Regions from separate parts of the Mus musculus genome. Here regions 2 and 3 are each linked to region 1. The links are chromatin contacts, called in public Hi-C maps. All regions are on one chromosome and are shown on one strand. The core of a region is the stretch at or near the end of the contact, and the rest is flanking DNA. Distances in the headings are between cores, read along the strand shown.

Evidence for each region. Hi-C and Micro-C count contacts between places; a contact is called where the count stands out from the background.
Region 2: a Hi-C map of rod photoreceptor shows a contact between it and region 1, with 2.3 times the contacts expected there. The contact joins the enhancer-like site here to the promoter of Mfap3l in region 1. A contact is called at or near these places in 22 of 39 promoter capture datasets (the 3T3-L1 cell line, 3T3-L1-derived adipocytes, the C10 cell line and 14 more), 6 of 484 Hi-C or Micro-C datasets (the G1E-ER4 cell line, bone marrow-derived macrophages, cortical neurons and 3 more), 12 of 115 datasets of contacts at active chromatin or transcription factors (embryonic forebrain, embryonic hindbrain, embryonic stem cells and 3 more) and 5 of 9 other capture datasets (adipose tissue, embryonic stem cells, liver and 2 more).
Region 3: a Hi-C map of rod photoreceptor shows a contact between it and region 1, with 2.0 times the contacts expected there. The contact joins the enhancer-like site here to the promoter of Mfap3l in region 1. A contact is called at or near these places in 25 of 39 promoter capture datasets (the 3T3-L1 cell line, 3T3-L1-derived adipocytes, the C10 cell line and 15 more), 3 of 15 datasets of contacts at CTCF or cohesin (the NIH/3T3 cell line, embryonic stem cells and pro-B cells), 23 of 484 Hi-C or Micro-C datasets (B cells, the BV-2 cell line, the G1E-ER4 cell line and 10 more), 11 of 115 datasets of contacts at active chromatin or transcription factors (bone marrow-derived macrophages, embryonic stem cells, epiblast stem cells and 4 more) and 3 of 9 other capture datasets (adipose tissue, embryonic stem cells and macrophages).

What each region holds. Positions count from the first base shown.
Region 1 is chr8:60,631,523-60,634,222 of GRCm38.p6, reverse strand. Mfap3l (microfibrillar-associated protein 3-like) reads right to left here and starts at 1,398. Exons shown (of 3, transcript NM_027756.5): 1 at 1,165-1,398. Gm34730 (a long non-coding RNA gene) reads left to right here and starts at 2,368. Exons shown (of 3, transcript XR_379010.3): 1 at 2,368-2,700.
Region 2 is chr8:60,912,916-60,915,615 of GRCm38.p6, reverse strand. It overlaps Clcn3 (chloride channel, voltage-sensitive 3), which reads left to right. Exons shown (of 13, transcript NM_173873.1): 13 at 2,441-2,700. The coding sequence ends at 2,531. Among named protein-coding and RNA genes, the nearest start is that of Hpf1, 24 kb to the right of the region's middle. Within about 2 kb of position 1,290, at least 6 of the 459 cell types and tissues checked have an H3K27ac peak or open chromatin away from gene starts, as enhancers often do. A contact at or near this core is called in rod photoreceptor, where this site is marked.
Region 3 is chr8:60,937,915-60,940,614 of GRCm38.p6, reverse strand. Clcn3 (chloride channel, voltage-sensitive 3) reads left to right here. Exons shown (of 13, transcript NM_173873.1): 4 at 1,968-2,067. Among named protein-coding and RNA genes, the nearest start is that of Clcn3, 44 kb to the left of the region's middle. Within about 2 kb of position 1,289, at least 17 of the 459 cell types and tissues checked have an H3K27ac peak or open chromatin away from gene starts, as enhancers often do. A contact at or near this core is called in the G1E-ER4 cell line, epiblast stem cells, rod photoreceptor and 1 more, where this site is marked.

The sequences.
Region 1 (2,700 bases), core at 149-2,648:
GTAATGTAACCAGTCATGTGCTGGGCTCCTCAAACTTGTAAGTATTTTAATAGATGAATATGGGTAGCTGTAGGGGAAAACAGTAACATTACCTTAGAAGGTACAGATTGCATTTTTGTGCATTAGCTCACTGCCTGCAAACTACCTTGCTCTAATTTAGTCTCTCCTGAAAAACAATTCTTTTTCCATCTTGCAGATTTAATCCTGAACATTTTACTATGTTGAGTGTAGTAGCAACTTTAAAAAAAAAGTGTTTTGCCTGGGGGGGGGGGAGTGAGAAAACTTCAAAAACCACTGTTTCTGCAATGCTGATTCCAAGTTCCTAATATAAAGCTAGAGCAAATAAAGATTGCTACAGTAACCACACTTTGAACAAGTGTCTTTCAAAACAATGACGACGGAGCCATAATATTTTCTACAGGGTGAGCAGCTGATGTACCTGCAAACATCTTCTTTTCTTTTTTCCAGTTTGCTTTATAAACCTTGGAATTTGCGATCCCAGGCTAATTTAAAGAGGGAGACAAGCAATTCTCGGGCTTAAAAAGGATTGACTCGGCATTTACTTTTTTAGCCAAAGAAGGACGTTCCCCCATTCCAGGCCACCAGACAATTTGGTGTCAACTTGCTATGGTGGGAAATGCGACAAACTCCAAGAGCTCTCAAGACAAGGAAGCAGCTCTTAGCACCAGCTGCTTCCCACACTCCTGCAGCATCAGGACGCGGCGCTTCGGAGCTCCCCACGCCGCCTTCCGGGCAAAGGCCAGTACACCCTTCCCTGTCTGGGGAAACTGAGGCACCGTGACAAGAACGATCCACAGCTGGGCGAAGAGCCCTGTCTCTGCGTGGCATCCTCCTTCTCCCGGGAGATTGGGAAGGCTCTGTGCTAACGCGCTGTGGACAGCGCGCCCCTGGCCATCAGAAGGTTGTGGCACGAGCCTTGGACGCGACTGTCCCCAACCCGCCGGTCTCCGCCCTGCATGTACTTCCAGCATCCTGCGACCAGCCACGAGCTGGGAGAGCAGGGCACCTCCAGGCGCGTAGCCTCGCCAGCCCAGGCGTCCGAAAGTTCTGCAGCTCGGGCGGCCGCTGACCACAAACCCGGTGCGAGGCTCCCTCCTACTGTAGCCCGCCGCCCAGGCTCGCCCGCCCAGTGCCCTCACTGACCTGACACCGCTGCGCCACTCGGGTGGTCGCCGTGCACCTCTCGCCATGGCCACCCGGGGAGCTCTGCAGCACCGAGCGTGTACCAACCTCCTCCGCCGCCCGCGCCTCTTCTCGATGCGGGTTACGAGCCCCGCCGCCGGGAGCCGGAGCTTCCCACCTACGGGCTCCAGAGCCGGCGAGAGCCGAGCATGCCCAGTGCGGCTCCCGGCGGCGCCGAGGTCCGGTGCACTCTGCACAACCGGGTTTTCGCCGCAGCCGCGGCCCGGGGCGGGCCGCTGCGGGTGGTGGGCTCCGCCCACCCCGGGCTGGCCCTGCAGTCTGCAGGGAAGCATCGTGCTCAGAGAGCCCGGCCTCTGGGCGGGACCGGGCGGCCACTGGGCGGTGCTCCCGCGCTCCACCCTGCCTCTTCCTCCAGACTCAGTGGTGCTAGGGCAGCGTGACTGGTAATTGTGGGGAGGCAGGGCGCTGCCGGCGTTGTCACCTCAACTTTCCGGAGCGTCGCGTCTCAGTGGCGTTCAAGGACACGCAGGCAAAGGCGTCTTCGAATGTCATCTTGGATGCCACGGGCAACCAGCCTACCCACGCATTAACCAACCTAGTCTCTAAGGCTGTCTTGTCACAGCACCTCGCGAGCAGGAGCATATGGGGCCTCCTAGGCGGCCGGCCGCGCTGTCACAGCAAAAGCACAGTGGACGCCTCGAAGTGGCACGACAAGACACAGCAGGGTGTTTGCGGTGGATTCTGAGTGGTGTGGTTCCGCGAAAATTTATAAAACTGCCCCTTAAAATTATTTGCAGTTTCGACATTCTCTCTAAAGAGCAGTTAAGTTGTTCTGATGAGAAAAAATAAGTATTCTAAAAATATTTTTACCACCTACATAAGTTTTCTGTGAACAGTCCTGCAATATTAGTGGATCTCTCCCCTGCCATCCCACACGCATTTAAATATTATGTACCTATCATCTATCTTTCTGTCTGTCTATCTATCTATCTATCTATCTATCTATCTATCTATCTATCTATCTATCTATCTATCTATCTATCTATCTATCTATCATTCTATCTATCTATTTAAGGGAGATCTTGTCAGTTTCTGGGACAGTGACCAAGCTCTTCTTCCCTGGCTCTTCTATCCTGGCCCCCTCCGGCCACGCCCCACACCGTGTTTTTTTTTTTTTTTTTTTTAAGAAGGGTAGCCCCGCCCCCACACCTATGTTGGTCATAGGCTGCTGGAAAAACACGGAGAGTTGGATTAAGCAAATTAACGCTACTAAAGTGGCTCAGGCTGTCAGACCCCGCGTATTCCACTCTGAGTTAGGAACAGCTGTCAAGATGACAGGAAGCTGTTAACGGGATAGCAGTCGACCTCCTTCTCTGTGACTGACAAACCCAGAGGCAAAGTATTGTCTGTGACCTCAAGCCCTGAGTTCCGCCGCAGAAGTGGCTGCAGGCAACTGAGCATGCTCTGAACAGTGCCAGACTGCTGCACGTGGTTGCCTCTGGCATCTGGCTGCCCAAGGTTGAGGAACATCAAGAC
Region 2 (2,700 bases), core at 41-2,540, 280 kb before region 1:
GACATAAACTGAGAAAAATTACTTAGAAAAATATGCATTAAAACTCATTTGGAGTACCCATGAATGTTTTATTACCATCTCTTAAGAAATGAGATTCAGTTCCTGAGAATGAGGTCGGTAGTATTTACATGTATTCTTCCTTAATTGGATTTCCAAATGAATAGTAGAGGTCTAGGAGATTTCTCATTAGCCGGGCGTGGTGGTGCACGCCTTTAATCCTAGCACTTGGGAAGCAGAGGCAGGCGGATTTCTGAATTCGAGGCCAGCCTGGTCTACAGAGTGAGTTCCAGGACAGCCAGGGCTACACAGAGAAACCCTGTCTCGAAAAACCAAAACCAAAAAGGGGGGGGGGGGGCGCTTTCTGACTAAGCCCCTCCCTCCCCAGCATACACAGTGTGTAGGTTGTTACCTCAGAAACTGAGAGCTGGTCATCCAGGGAAAGAGCACTGAAAGCAGTCCCAAGTGTAGCGGCCGGTAGCTGTGTGTCATTATGTTTCTTTTTCACTTTTATTCATCTCCATCATTAAAATTTAGTCATACTTTCATTATTTTGATTTTTAATTTAAAAATAAACTCAACCACTAAAAGTAGTATTGTGTCACCTTTTAAGTTAGTAGAATGTCTGAAAATGGAACCTAGATTCTTAAATCATCTTATTTTTATCTCAAGTTCATGAGGAGCATTCTTACGGTTTATGTTTTATTTCCTTCTCTCATTCTTTATCATTATGATTGGAACCCCCTTCAGTTTAATTTCTCACAGTTATTAGCATAATAATCTGTTTCAGGATTGTCTTGGGGATCATCACAAAGAAGAACATTTTAGAGCATCTCGAGCAACTAAAGCAGCACGTGGAGCCCTTGGTGATTAGCTGTGTCAGCTGTCCTCACTAGACACCCTAGAAGTCAGGAGGCATGAAACTTGTGAACTGTTCAGGTCTCCCTGCCACAGTCCCACCTGCTGCCACTTACACTGGTGTCTGCCCAGATGTCTGTGAGACAAATTTAGATATACTGTCTAAAATTCCATTCTTAGAAAGTAAGCAGCAACTAACATCTCTCGTCAGAATTAGTTACAATTAAGTCCTGCTGACAGTTGGGTAATGCGGAGAACATTATTGGACTTGTTTAAGCATGAAAAGTCTGTCTACCCTAGTGGATTCACCAGTCTCAGAAGACTCCTGACTGGTTAAAAACTGCCAACCCTGTCTGCCCCAGGCCTTCACCCCCAAACCCCCCCTTTTTTTTTTGCTTCCTAATCTGTGGTCATGTGAATCTAAGCTCCTTGAACTGAGCTGAGCAGCAGAAGCGCTGACGGAGTACATTGTTAACTGGCACCCTAACTGGAGCACAGTGCGGAGATGAGCTCTCAAAGCATTCGTTCTGTCTCTGCTACCCTTATAGATTCTCACAGTCAAAATGTGTGTCTTCCATTTCGTTATGGGTTGTCCATAGATCCCGTGTGTGCCCCTTTGTTTCGTGTTTCTAGACTGTCATAGGTAGCTTTTGTCTTAATAGGCTTTATGTCTTAGTGGTGTCATTGATTAGAGATACAGTTTTGATTTGTGCATAACAAATTGTGTGACTTTAACAATTAATACCTCAAATTATTTTGACCTGCAATTCTCATAATTATATGAAACCTGTCCCCATTTGTTTAAGTACGTATTTCTATTGTATGCTAATATTTCACAAGTGTTTCATGCATCCTTTTTAAACTACTAACCAAATATAGTAGCTTCCCATTCATTCTGCTTTCTGCCTCACCTACATAATCTTTCAGGATTGCCTCTTGATTTCTTACCTACTGTTTAATGTAAACATTAACATCCAAACTTTGAATAAAGCACTGTATCTTCTTTGGGGCGAGCACAAAATTGAAAAGCAAAGACCCTAAGTATGCTTTCAGAATCCTGGGTTGTCACACTGTCAAGTCTGGGAGGTGAAGCTCTGCGCAGATCATTGGTTATGTATCTCATCTCAATTGTATGTGCTTTCAGCAATAGTCTGCATACAACTAGGCAAATTATTTCTTAAAAATTTTGGTTCTATAAACTATTGCGGTTTTAAATTGTTTTCTAATATAATGGCAATAGGTTCCTTTTCAAACTGGATCAGTATTACTTTCTGTTCAAACATCGTCCCAGTTTTTGCTACTTTTCTGTTGGCATACGTGAATCAGAGCAGCCCTGCTTCAGTGAGGCCTGCGTCCCAGCCCCAGTGGGAAGGGCCTCACACTCTACGTGGCCACTGTATTTTTGTCAGAGGATGGTTGCTGGGTAATTTCATTGTCTTTGCAGTAAAACACCTTTTAAAATAAGCACAATCAGGCTGCTTGCTTTGCTCTCTATTCCTGTCAACAAAAAGGATTTATCCATAGATTTAGTTCCTCTTGTCTTTTCCCTTTTATTTTAATAGCTTTTTCTGTTTATCCTTTTCAGACGCCTCCTTGGCATTATAACAAAAAAAGATATCCTCCGTCATATGGCCCAGACGGCAAACCAAGACCCCGCTTCAATAATGTTCAACTGAGTCCTGTAGATGAGGACAGAGAGGAGACAGAAGAGGAAGTTCGTTTGTTGAATAGCACAATTCTTTAATCTGCGGGACTCGTCCACTTTTTTCTTCTTTCAAAAAAAAAAAAAAAAGGAAATACAAGGCGAGCTTTGCAACCCGGTTTGCAAATAATGCTGGGAGAGCA
Region 3 (2,700 bases), core at 40-2,539, 310 kb before region 1:
CCACAGTATAGTGAATGCACACTGGTATCATCTAAAATGCACTTTTTCAAAACAGAGAAAACCTGTCTAGAAAAAAACCAAAAACAAAAAACTAATTCACTTAAAAATTGTAACTGTAAACTCACTATTTTAAATGTAACTAATATAAAAATAATACATTTTTCAAAATTAAAAAGTATTTGCAGAGTGATTTTTTTTAGTAGTCTTCATGATTGCCTGGCTTAATAAAAGACCGATACATTCTCATATCTGCTTTTCATCGTAGCAGCTTGTAAAAGATGAGCTCTTACGTGCATTTTGAATTGTCTTAACTCCAGCTTTGTTAAATTAAAATCCATTGCTTTACCTTGAACTTTGAGAATACATTTTCTTAACATGAAATTATCATGTAGAAGATACTAGTTTGCTGATCTATGTGGATTGTCAGATGTAGACAGCGGTTGGTTAATTGGTTGGTTGGTTGCTAGGTCGGTTAATTGGTTGGGTGGGTCCTGGGACTTTAACTCAAGGCATATACAATCTGACTAAGCTGGACATGGTTTCTCATGCAGAGCTTCCTGAGTTTCATGGCCTTCTGTTGTCTGTGGAGTTTTCTTTGAGAACTATTTTATCTCATATTGATACTTTTTATAAGATAGTATCATAATACAAGTATCAGAAAATTTCCACTGAGTAAGAATACTGTTTTTGTTTTTTTGTTTTGTTTTGTTTTTAATTTGTTTACAAAGTGACAGGTACTATTACCAGTGGGTATTTTGGTTTTTGTTGTTGTTGTTTTAAGAAAGCAGTGCAGCTTATTTAACTGATACTATATTGTTAAACATTTAGGTGATATCTATATTTTTGTAGCTTGGTGATGAATCAACACTATTTTACACACAGTGTTCTTGTACTGAAAATGGACCAGTAAGAGTTTATTGAACATCTGCTGTGTACAAACAGAAGAATAAGAAGAATGGCAGAGACTGTCTGAAAATGACTTAATACTATCTTTTAAAAATATGCTTATTTTTTATCAAGGAAAAACAAAGTGGAACTTAGTGACCACTTGTAAGACTTTCTAAAAAGTGGTTGATATCTGTGTTTGGATGCTTCTATTTGAAAGGGATATGATTTTCTTATTCACTGGGTCTTTTTAATTGGTCCTGTGGCTTTTGAATAGATGATCCACTCAAAATAGATCAGGTCATTGAATTCTTGCTGTACTTTTCTACAGGCTAGTTGAGCATTGTGGCCCTAGATGGACAATAGAGCTTCTTAAAGCTAAGCTGTGAGCAAGACAAAAGAAGCTAGTTTGGAATGGGTTTAGAAGTGCATTCTTGGGGAGACAAGCATGCTATTACAATAGCATACTGCTATTGTTAATGAGGGGAGATTTGCATCAAATCCGCTTTCTTCTTGTTAATCTCTTAGCTGCATGCAGTCAATCAGTCGAGGACAGTTTTCTTCTGGCTTGCAGGGAAGTCTTTGGCTGTTACAAGTAGGATTAGAGCTCTACACCTATGTATTCACAGTTCTGTAACTTGGGGGGATCACTCTGCTGGTGTGACTCAGGTATTATATTTTTGAGCAGTTTTTGTTCATTAATTTCAACTTTTAAACATAATTATATGTTACTAAAGTACTGAAGCCAGACTTTTACAGCTATATTATCTAACTTGTGATGTGTAAACTATCTGTGTGTAGCAGATAAGGTTTGAAACAGTGTAGATTAGACTTCCATGTGGCCCGTGGGCCCTAACAGTCAAATCCAGATGTTCTTATTTAAAAAACAAATAGATCTTTGCTTGATGTGTGGCCTCTGGCTATTAGGTACAGCTGCCCTGCAGAGTGATTTTTATCCCAAATTTGCTTTGTTATTCTTTAGTTTACAAGGTACTTTCTGTGTTATGAGACTTGAGAAAATTAAGTAGACTCAAGCATTGTAGAAATACAGTTTAAGAAATGAAACATATTTGTAATTTCAGATCAACAGTAAAAAAAAAGAATCAGCATGGGAAATGACAAAAAGTCTGTATGACGCCTGGTCAGGATGGCTTGTTGTTACACTGACGGGACTGGCATCAGGTAAGGGGAAGGCTTAAGGGAAACTTTTGCTTTATCTTGCTTGGCTTTGCTTTTAAGTTAACTGGATAACCCCCTCCTCCTTTTTGGGTACATTAGAATTTTTTAGAGTGCTTACGTTTCTTAGAAAAAAGTAAATATGAGATCAGGCGACTGAGTCTGATTGACTGGGCGCTTTGTCTTATCAATTTGGCTGTCCACTGTGACTGCCTAGTCCTAGAGAGAGAAGTTGAACTACTAGCAGCTGACAGTGTGAATCCCACTAGGGGTAGTAGAATCACTCTCCGCCTCCATCAGGCAAGACAGAAAACAGGAAAAAGTAAGATATTTGTGAAGACCAGAGAGAGAGAAGTATTGATAAGTGGCATGCGTTAAGAATGTTGTGCTCAGTCTGTCTGACCTATTGATTTCTTGTGATAAGAATGATCTAATTTGATCATAACTTTATATATTTTCAATATTTTGTCATTAAGATAATCTTTATATGTATAGCTTTCTGTTAATTAAGAAAAATTTCAAACTTACATGAATAATTCAGTGAATGATATGAACTTCCTTAATTATACATAATGAACATTTTACTCTATTCTTTTGTATTGAGACAATCTCAATATGTAACTCTGGCTATACTGGAAC